Linked DNA regions of Mus musculus: all the other regions are linked to region 2. Evidence: chromatin contacts called from public HiChIP or PLAC-seq data. All regions are on one chromosome and are shown on one strand. Each heading gives the region's core, a stretch centred on a gene start, on an enhancer-like site or on the middle of the called end of the contact. The rest is flanking DNA. Distances are from core to core; before and after follow the strand shown. Region 1 has its middle 6.8 kb from the start of Gm36274. Region 2 has its middle 71 kb from the start of Gm30032. Region 3 has its middle 18 kb from the start of Gm36434.

Region 1 (2,833 bases), core at 220-2,719, 500 kb before region 2:
CCTCCATCTGCAGACTGGGGTATGAGCAGGTTGCTTCCTCTTGGGGAGTTTCCAAGTTTCTAAGTACTCCTTTTTCTTGTTGCAGGAGGAGCACCCTTCTTAGGGTGCTTGGAGAATCTCCAAGGTAGGCTGTGTGTGTGGGGATCCGCAGGCTGATGCAAGGTGAGTGTGGGCACATACCAGCTGAGTCTTCAGCTCTAACAAACCTTTGGAACTTAAGTGCTCCCCAGCCCCCCCACACAGAACCTGTAAAAGGCAGAACGATGCTACCCTGGGATGGACACCAGAGGGCATCCAACCTCAGGAAAGCCAGTCTGCCCAGCTGCTGTGTGATCTTTGGCCGAATGCATACCCTCTCTGGGCTTTTTGGGAGATCTGGGCAAGATGCCAGCACGAATTCTTGCTCTGGGTTGATTCTGAGAGTCCATTGTTGTCTGGGTTGGTGAATTTATCTTGTGAAGATCCCGATTAAGAGTCTGTCCGCCTCAGTTCCTGTCTTTCTAGAGTTTTCTCAAGTGTTCACTGAGAGAATTGTTCACGATGCCGCACAGAATGAGCTGAGGTTCTGAGGGGACCCTTTGCTTAAACCGGGCCCTCAGGGCTCTCGGGTATGAACACTGTTTCCTGTCAGCTTGAGGGAAGTCCATGAGAAAAAGATAAAAGATGCTACGCTGGTGCAGGCCCTCAGCACTGCTGCCATCACCAGGGTAGAGCCTAGCTCCCCCTCCCCTCCCCCACCCCACGCCCTCCCTTCCGGTTTCTCTCCCTTCCTCCCTCATAGTCATCCTCTCCCTTGGTCAGTCCTTCATCAAGTTATTTGTTCACTCAACAAACACGGTTGGGAGTTTGCAGTTCCACTTCAAACAGAGAAGTCGGTCAACTAAGACGTGGCATGTCAGCCTAGTTTCAGTAGCTGTGCCACAGCAGCAGGCTCCATAAGCTCCCTTGTCCTCCTTGGACCCCATTTCCTCTAATAGCACAGGGAGATGGGGCTTGTGGGGCACGGGAAGGCTTGCTGCCTTGTAAGATGTTTTGGCTGTTATTTTGGTGGGGAGATCAGGCCTCGTGTGCAGAGATGGGGACTCTCTGGGTAGTCTCTGGAGCGGCCCCCTTGGCCCCTGTGAACGGGGAGCTGCAGGGGTGCAGACTCTGAGAAGCAATCCGTGAAATCTGGGCGCACGCGGAGCCACAGAGCAAGGGCTGGGTGGATGCAGAGGGGCCTTTGATGGGCTTTTGGGCTGCGTAATTAACTGTAACCGAAATATTATTTGATCTTTTATGTGGAAAATCAAATTGTGTTGTGTCAGACGGGCATAAATACACCACGGTTTGCGCTGCTGGGCCCTCCCCGCCGGCGGCCCCCCCGCCCCTCAGCCATGGAAACACAATTCTCGCCTTTTAAACTCGCCTTTGTCTGGCCCTGAAAGGCTACATTGTCCAGAGGAAGAGCGGGCAGGGTTGGGGCCCAGAATGGGGCTGCAGAGGGGTCCAGCCCCAGACAGGGCTGCTGGGGCTCAGCCTCTGTAGCGTCTCTCCCTGGTCTGGGCAACCTTGGGCAAAGAGCCTCATTTTTTCCCCCTGGGTCCTGAGGCCCGAGCCGCCCCCCCAGCCCCCCCAGCCCCCCCCCCCCCCCGTCCTCCTTGCAGAAAGCCATTATGGGGGCAGCCCCAGCTCTGAAAGCAGTTTGACATGCTGGCTGCTACTTTTACACACGTGATGAAGCTCAGCAGGTGACCTGGGTATTGTAGGTCACTCCTCCCTGGAAGCTAGGGAAGGAGAGGAAGGTAGGGGAAAAGGGAGGAGAGGGAGGAGGGGGTACAGCCTAGGATCTGGAACAAGGGTGGGCTCAAGTTACATCAGGGTTACTTAGCAGCTTGATGGCCTCTCTGGGCCTCAGTTTCCCCATATGTAGGGTGAAGGCATCCTCTAACACACAGTAATCTTGCTTCTTCAGCCTTCATAGGGCTGTACCTTGCCTGGGTTTTAGTGAAACATTTGCAGTGCTGGAGATGGATGCAGAGACCTCAGCCTGGTGAAACAGGCACTGTGTCCTGTTCTAGTCCTGTGGGGACCTTGCTGGCTCGGCAGAACTTACTTTTCTAGAGATTTCTGGCCCCTCCTCTGTTTTCTCCTGTGTCCTGTCTCAGCAGCTCTATATTCCCTGTGAGGAGCCCAGTAAGCTCTCAGATGTAGCTTCTCAGAGGCTGGAACAGCACCAGGCACAGAATGCGCAGCCTGGAGTTGGAGCCGCATTTGCACCCAGAGCAGTCTGGCTCCAAGACCCAGGTTCTTCTTCAACCCCAAGACAGAGGTCTCATTCCTCCCCCCACCCCACCCACTACAGGAAAAACTGGGACCAGGCTGGAGGAATCTGAGATGGCCTAGTGAAAACACCGTGAGTTGGAGCCAGGCCAAACCAAACATCCTGGAATTAAAAAAATAAACATGGGAGAAAGAGAGCGAGAGCAAGCGAGAGCGAGTGAGCGAGAGAGAGAAAGAGAGAGAGAGAGAGAGAGAGAGAGAGACTGGGGAGGGAGGGAGAGGGTGATTGTCTGAACCTGTAACTCTGACTTCAGTAGTAGAGGGGCCTTCTCTCTGTTGGGGGTGCTAGGCTTACAGATCTCAAAGAGACCAGAGACCGTACTTCAGGAAAAAATGGAGGCGTGGGGGGGCACCTTAGGAAACTGAGCCTAGCTCACACCCATCTCCAAAAGCTCAGCACTAACTAGTACTAGCTGGATATGGTGGGGTGGGAACTCCATGTACCTAGTACCTTCCCTGTGCACTCAAGGAGGTCTTCAGTGCAGGCAGCTCTCCTGGGCTCTTGTCTGAC
Region 2 (2,954 bases), core at 423-2,922:
CTCTGGGTCATTTACTCAGAACAGTGGCTCACAGCCTCTGTCTGTTTCATTTCCCTGCAGATCAGAGCTCACACCTCTGAGATGAGACAGGTACAACCCAGGTTCCAGAACTTAAAACACAGGAAAACTGAGGCTAACCCACATTCTGGACAACACACATCTCCATGCAGGTGTCCTATGACCCGGAAGTGGATGCAGGCATTTTCCACTGACAGCTGTTGGGAAAGAAGCAGCTTAGGCCATAGAATGCTTTTCTTGTCTTATGGCTCAGGATATAGTTGCAAGGTGGTGGCTACAGTTTCAATTCCTCTTTTTTTGTGGAATTTTGCACTTGAGTGTGACAGTGCTTTTTCCTCTGAGTCTCCTGTAGCCAGTCAAAATATGTTTTGCTAACTCATGGTCTTGTGGAGTTTCTCAGGATCAAGGAAGTCATAAACCCAGGCACCGGGCTTTAATGATGAGGAGTCAGTGAAAACGTATTGCTCTCAAACACAACTTTTGAGTATCGCCCTTTCTCTGCCCTCCCAGCTCTGTTTCTCTTGCCCCACCCCTGTGTGTGTTTCTCTTCCTCTCTCCCTCTCTTCCCTTCCCTGTTTCTTGCTCCTTCTCCCCTACCCTCTCTCCTCTTCCTCCCTCTCTCCTCTTCTTTCCTCTCTCCTTTCCCCCTCTACTCCCTCTCTCCTCCCCCCTCTCTCCTCTTCCTGCCAAGGGGACCAAGAGATAAGCAGTGTTCTACAGAGGCACAGTCCCCAAACACCCAGGGAGTGTCTGCACCTGCGGGTTCCAGTCCGGGAGGCACTGGAGTCTGCTGGAGGCAGAAAGCAAGGATGAATATGGATCAGAGCTTTCTGCCATAGCATGGTGGGAGGAGGTCTAGATCTGCAAGTAGATAGCGGGCTGCCTATTTGGTAGCTTCAGTGAACTTTAGGTAGGGGCAGTCCTGGGTTACCCACTGCCCATCTGTGCTAGCTACTTTTATGTCAACTTGAGACAAACCTAGACTAATCTGGAAAATGGGAATCATAACTGAGAACTTTCTCCATAGGACTGGCCTGTGGGCAAGGATATAGGGTATTTTCTTGATCGATGATTGATGTGGGAGGGAGGGAGCAGCCCTCTGTAGATTACGCCATCCCTGGGTAGGGAATCCTGGGTGGTATAAGAAAGCATGAGCAAGCCATGGGGAGCATGCCAATAAGCAGCATTCTTCTATGGTGTCACTTCATCTCCTGCCTCCAGGGTCCAGCCTTGAGTCCCTGCTGACTTACCTCAGTGATGAACCATGATGCAGAAAAGTGTAAGGTAAAATAAGCCCTTCCCCTTCACAAGTTGCTTTTAGCCACCATGTTTCAGCACAGCAACAGAAACCCCAGCTAAGTAAGTAAGGCTCAGGATGACTCAGCGCAGGCTGACTCCCGGTTGAGGACAAGGCCCCCCAGGTGGTAGAATCCTGGTAAAGTGAGCAGGTGGGTGGGGTCGTGCTGGGATCCAGCTGGTTTGCCCCTGTCTGTAGAAACCAGCTGATCTGGAAAGAGCAGTCTATCCCCAGGCCCAACAGTCCCCAAGATGCCAAAACACAGAAAATAAAATTACGGTTTAAAAACCCTAGTGAATACTTCCCAGTTCCCTGTCTCCGTTCCTCTTTCCTCCGCCCATTCTGATTCTCTCCTGCCTCTCAGAGACTTGCAAAGAGATCTTAATCACGTGCACTCAAGCGGTTATAAAAGAGCTGAGAAAGATGCCCGGGAAGGGTGGAAGAACATCAAGAGCCACCAGGGAAGGAGAACCCCACTGATGGGCGACTAGATGCAGTTTCTGTCCACCAACGAGAAGCCCCATCCCTGCAGATCTGTGTACAGCATCCCTCCCCTGCTCTGGTACTGGTATCTGCCCGATCCCCAGACCTTCCACCGTCCCATGGGTTGGCTGTTTTACCCAGACCTAGAATTACCCAAATCCCCTTAAATACATGGTTGCAAATGAGGACGGTGGGGTGTGGGGGGGAGGGCAATAATTGTGACAGTAACTCACAGGGCCAGGCCTGACACGTCTCTAATTGCCTGCTAAAATTGTCGCTGTCTCCTAAAGTGCAAATTATCACCCGAAATGACAAGAGTAATGAATGAGGGGACTCTGATGTAATGCAACAATTAGCCCTCAAAGACACTGTCTAATGCGGAGAGGCAGGGCTCCCACTCCTCGTTATTAAGTGCCTGATAATTATTTAATTATCTATCTGCCAGCATGATTACTTGGTTTATTTAGCTGCAGATGTGGGCAGGAGCGTTAGGGTTTAAGGTCAGAGGAAGCCACCCCAACGCCGGCCACCACCTAGGCAGCTTGGGTGTTAGGGGCTACTCCTTGTCTGACACCCCTAAATGGCTCTGGCAGCCTGAACGCAGGGTCAGAAAATTGTTCCTTCTTCATACCCGGCTCTGACTCAGAGGCTGGGGCCCTGGAAGACCAGCGCTGAGGAGCTCGGTGTTCCTCATTGTAGGCAGGAGGACATGACTATCCCCACCAACCTGACTGGTGCTTCCCCCAAGCTGGGCACAGGGCCAAGTCTCACAGCAGAGTAAGCTCATGTCATCATCTTCATGTAAGGAGACAGTGAAAGCTGGAGAGGAGAGCAGGAGAGAGAGAGAGAGAGAGAGAGAGAGAGAGAGAGAGAGAGAGAGAGAGAGAGAGAGAGAGAGACTCTCGACCAAAGTCCCAGGGTAAGTGGAAGGTTGAGTGATCTAGGGTCCTCTCACTATCCCAGAACCACTTGGCCAACAAGAGGGCATCGACACATGGGTGGGTCCAGGCTTATGCTTGGCAGAGCATGGGTGAGGACTGGAGAGGGTCAGTACCCCCTCTTTCATATCACAAAATTAATGATGGGCAAAGAAGGAAGGGACCTGACCCATCTGCCCATTGGAGGGTGCTCCAGGAGGAGACACTGTGGGCTGTTC
Region 3 (2,822 bases), core at 281-2,780, 370 kb before region 2:
GTGAGCTATGGTTGTCACCCAGAGGATTAGAAAATGTGCAAGGCTGGATGCTGGGGACAAACAGATCCGAGGTTGGACCTTCAGCTCTGTCCCAGTTCTTTCTGTGACCTGGATCTGTGGCTTTCCCTCCCAGAGCCTCTGTTTTCTCTCTTGAAGCTTGTAACATTGCATCTCTCATTTATAGATTTGGGTGGGTGGGATGTTAAAAATAACAGGTACAGAACACTAAACCCAATGCCTGGAATGGTGAACATGTTCAGTTCACAGATGTGTAAAAGCCCCATGCACCAATGGGCCTTGAGTTTGGAGCACACCAGGCTAGGGGCTGACTATCTGAGCCTGCCCCATGCATGTGTATATCTGTCTACTCATCTATCTATCTACCTACCCACCATCCATCCCTCCATCCCTCCATCCAGCCTCTTACCTATCTGTCCACCCATCCATCCATCTATCCATGCATCCATGCATCCATCCATGCATCTACCCATCCCCCCACCCACCCATCTATTCACCTACCCACCTACCTGTCCATCCATCCATCCACCCACCCATCCATTCACCTACTCACCCACTTATCCATCCATCCATCCATCCATCCATCCATCCATCCATCCATCCACCCAACTGTCCATCTCTTCACCAGAATTTTTTCTTTTCTGTTTTCTTTCGAGACAGGGTTTCTCTGTGTAGCCCTTGCTGTCTTGGAACTCGGTCTGTACCAGGGTGGTCTCAATCTCAGATCCCAGTGCCTCTGCCTCCAAAGTGCTGGGATTAAAGGCGTGCGCCTGACTTTGAGAAATGTTAATTGAGAAAATGTGTACACCTGATGTTACAGTTAAAGTAGACAGTAATGAAGAAAACCTGTCCCCCATACTCCCCAGGCTCTGATACTCTAGAGGAAGAGACACCGAATCCTTAAGGTTTGCAGCTGCTTCAAGGGCTAAGTGTGTTCCTAAGTATGATGAGGCCAGAGGAGGTCTCCTGAGGGATTGGTATGAGACCTGGGCTGAGAAGGACGGATTAAATACTAGCATTGAAGAGAGGGGAAGCGTATTTCACTGGGGCTGCACGTGCAAAGGGTTTGTGGCAGGCAGAAACCTTCTGGCCACACATTCCTGCTGTCTGGAGGGCAGAAAAGATCTAGGGGCCTGGCAGGTATTAGTCCCATGGCCACAGGAGAATCTTGACCTTTACTGTAGCACACTGGAAGCCATGGAAAGATAGAACATGAATTTTTTGAAAGTTCATTTTGTAGCCCTAAGCCTGATACGGGCGGTGTTGGCCTCAGGATCAGGGACAGGCACAGGTCTGACCCTGGCCAACCTGTCCTGGAGCCCCAGGACACTGTCTACACTGAGAAGACTATGACAGCCTGAACCCTCCAGAGGCAGGAACCCAGAACCCCTCACCCCAGCCAGTGGGTTCATTTACATGATCCTAGCTTAATTCATCCAGGGTATGTAAATGTATGCAAACCAGCATCCAGGAGAGGCAAAAATAGCAGGATGCATTAGCATGCCTCGCAGGAACATCGTTTTATGCAAATGGTTGCTGGGCCTACTGAGTGGGCAGAAAGGGGCATCTTCTCATCTCCAAGAGGGCCAGCTTCCTGACCCGCCCTGGACCCTGGCCAACTCTGCCATCAAGGGCGGGGGCAAGCGGGGAGGTCACAGGTACGGGGACAGACAGAATGGGAGGACCTTGGAGGGCTGCTATCCTGGAGTCTGGTGAGGTCCCTAGGATGGTGGGACCTCAGTCAGCTGCTGTCCTGGCTAGTCTTTGCCTCCACCCTGCGTCCCTCCTCCCTCTCTGCTCTGGCTAGTCCTCCTCACAAGCCTCCCTCTGATTGCTTTCCTGTACTGGCTTCTCTGAGATCAGACACAGACCTCCCACCCCTGGCAGCCTGCATTGTACATCCTGGGCACTGGTTCTGCTTTTCCAGGCCTCACCTCTGTCCTTCTCACACCTCTTGCCTCTGTGCCCCCATCCCCATCCCCCGAGTCCCACGCCAGTGTCTGTCTGGCTCTGACATTCCCTGTCACTTCTCCTCAGCTGTCTCCCCGTTTATGTTTCTTTCTCTGCCTCTGTCTCTCTCCTTGTCTTGCTTTGTCTCTGGCTGTTCCTGTCTCTTATTCTTCCCCTGTCTGCTTTTTCTCTTCTCTCCATATCTATTTCTGTCTCTCTGTCTGTGAGGCTCTCTGTCTGTCTGCTTCTGTCTGCAGGTCTCTCCTCCCTAGATTTTTTTCGTCTCCTTTTCTGTGCTTGTCTCTGCTCTTTCTATATCCACCCCCCATCTCAGGAGACCCCCTCCACTCCATCTCAGGAGACCCCCCTCCACCCCATCTCAAGAGACCCCCCTCCACCCCCTCTCAGGAGACACTGAGGGACTGCCCCCCCAGAAGTACTCCTTCCTGCTCCTGGGATCACCAGAAGATGTGTGGCCATTTGGGGGAGACATGGGGTCTCCCTACAACCCACATTCTGGTGACACCCAGATTCTGGCTGCCATCCACATCAGGAGGGCTGGGGGCCTGAGAACCCTTTTGAAGCTAGGGCCCTTGCTAGCTGAGATTGCCTGGGTTGGGTGAAAGCCAGGGATATGGCTTGGTAGTGACTGAGATTGGGTGATAGCTACTAAGTAAGGGCTGCCTCTTTGCCTCAGTTTCCTTTGCTGAGATGTGGTCCTACTGTGGTCCAAGTCAGGGCTTGCTGCGACTCAGCAACATTGCTCTCAAGTGTATGTCACCCATCTTGCCTTGACTTCCACTTGTGCCTATTGGCCTCAGTCAACCATCTTGCCTTGATTTCCACCTGTACCC

Evidence for each region. HiChIP or PLAC-seq counts read pairs in DNA pulled down with a chosen protein or histone mark.
Region 1: a contact with region 2 is called in an H3K4me3 HiChIP or PLAC-seq map of embryonic basal ganglia, with 4 times the contacts expected there. The contact joins two enhancer-like sites. A contact is called at or near these places in 1 of 115 datasets of contacts at active chromatin or transcription factors (embryonic basal ganglia) and 3 of 9 other capture datasets (embryonic stem cells, embryonic tail and embryonic trunk).
Region 3: an H3K4me3 HiChIP or PLAC-seq map of embryonic basal ganglia shows a contact between it and region 2, with 2.8 times the contacts expected there. The contact joins two enhancer-like sites. A contact is called at or near these places in 3 of 115 datasets of contacts at active chromatin or transcription factors (astrocytes, embryonic basal ganglia and embryonic stem cells) and 3 of 9 other capture datasets (embryonic stem cells, embryonic tail and embryonic trunk).

The regions. Positions count from the first base shown.
Region 1 is chr5:111,553,767-111,556,599 of GRCm38.p6, forward strand. No RefSeq gene overlaps it. Among named protein-coding and RNA genes, the nearest start is that of Gm36274, 6.8 kb to the right of the region's middle. Within about 2 kb of position 1,470, at least 79 of the 459 cell types and tissues checked have an H3K27ac peak or open chromatin away from gene starts, as enhancers often do. A contact at or near this core is called in embryonic basal ganglia, where this site is marked.
Region 2 is chr5:112,048,584-112,051,537 of GRCm38.p6, forward strand. No RefSeq gene overlaps it. Among named protein-coding and RNA genes, the nearest start is that of Gm30032, 71 kb to the right of the region's middle. Within about 2 kb of position 1,673, at least 20 of the 459 cell types and tissues checked have an H3K27ac peak or open chromatin away from gene starts, as enhancers often do. A contact at or near this core is called in embryonic basal ganglia, where this site is marked.
Region 3 is chr5:111,680,036-111,682,857 of GRCm38.p6, forward strand. No RefSeq gene overlaps it. Among named protein-coding and RNA genes, the nearest start is that of Gm36434, 18 kb to the left of the region's middle. Within about 2 kb of position 1,531, at least 36 of the 459 cell types and tissues checked have an H3K27ac peak or open chromatin away from gene starts, as enhancers often do. A contact at or near this core is called in embryonic basal ganglia, where this site is marked.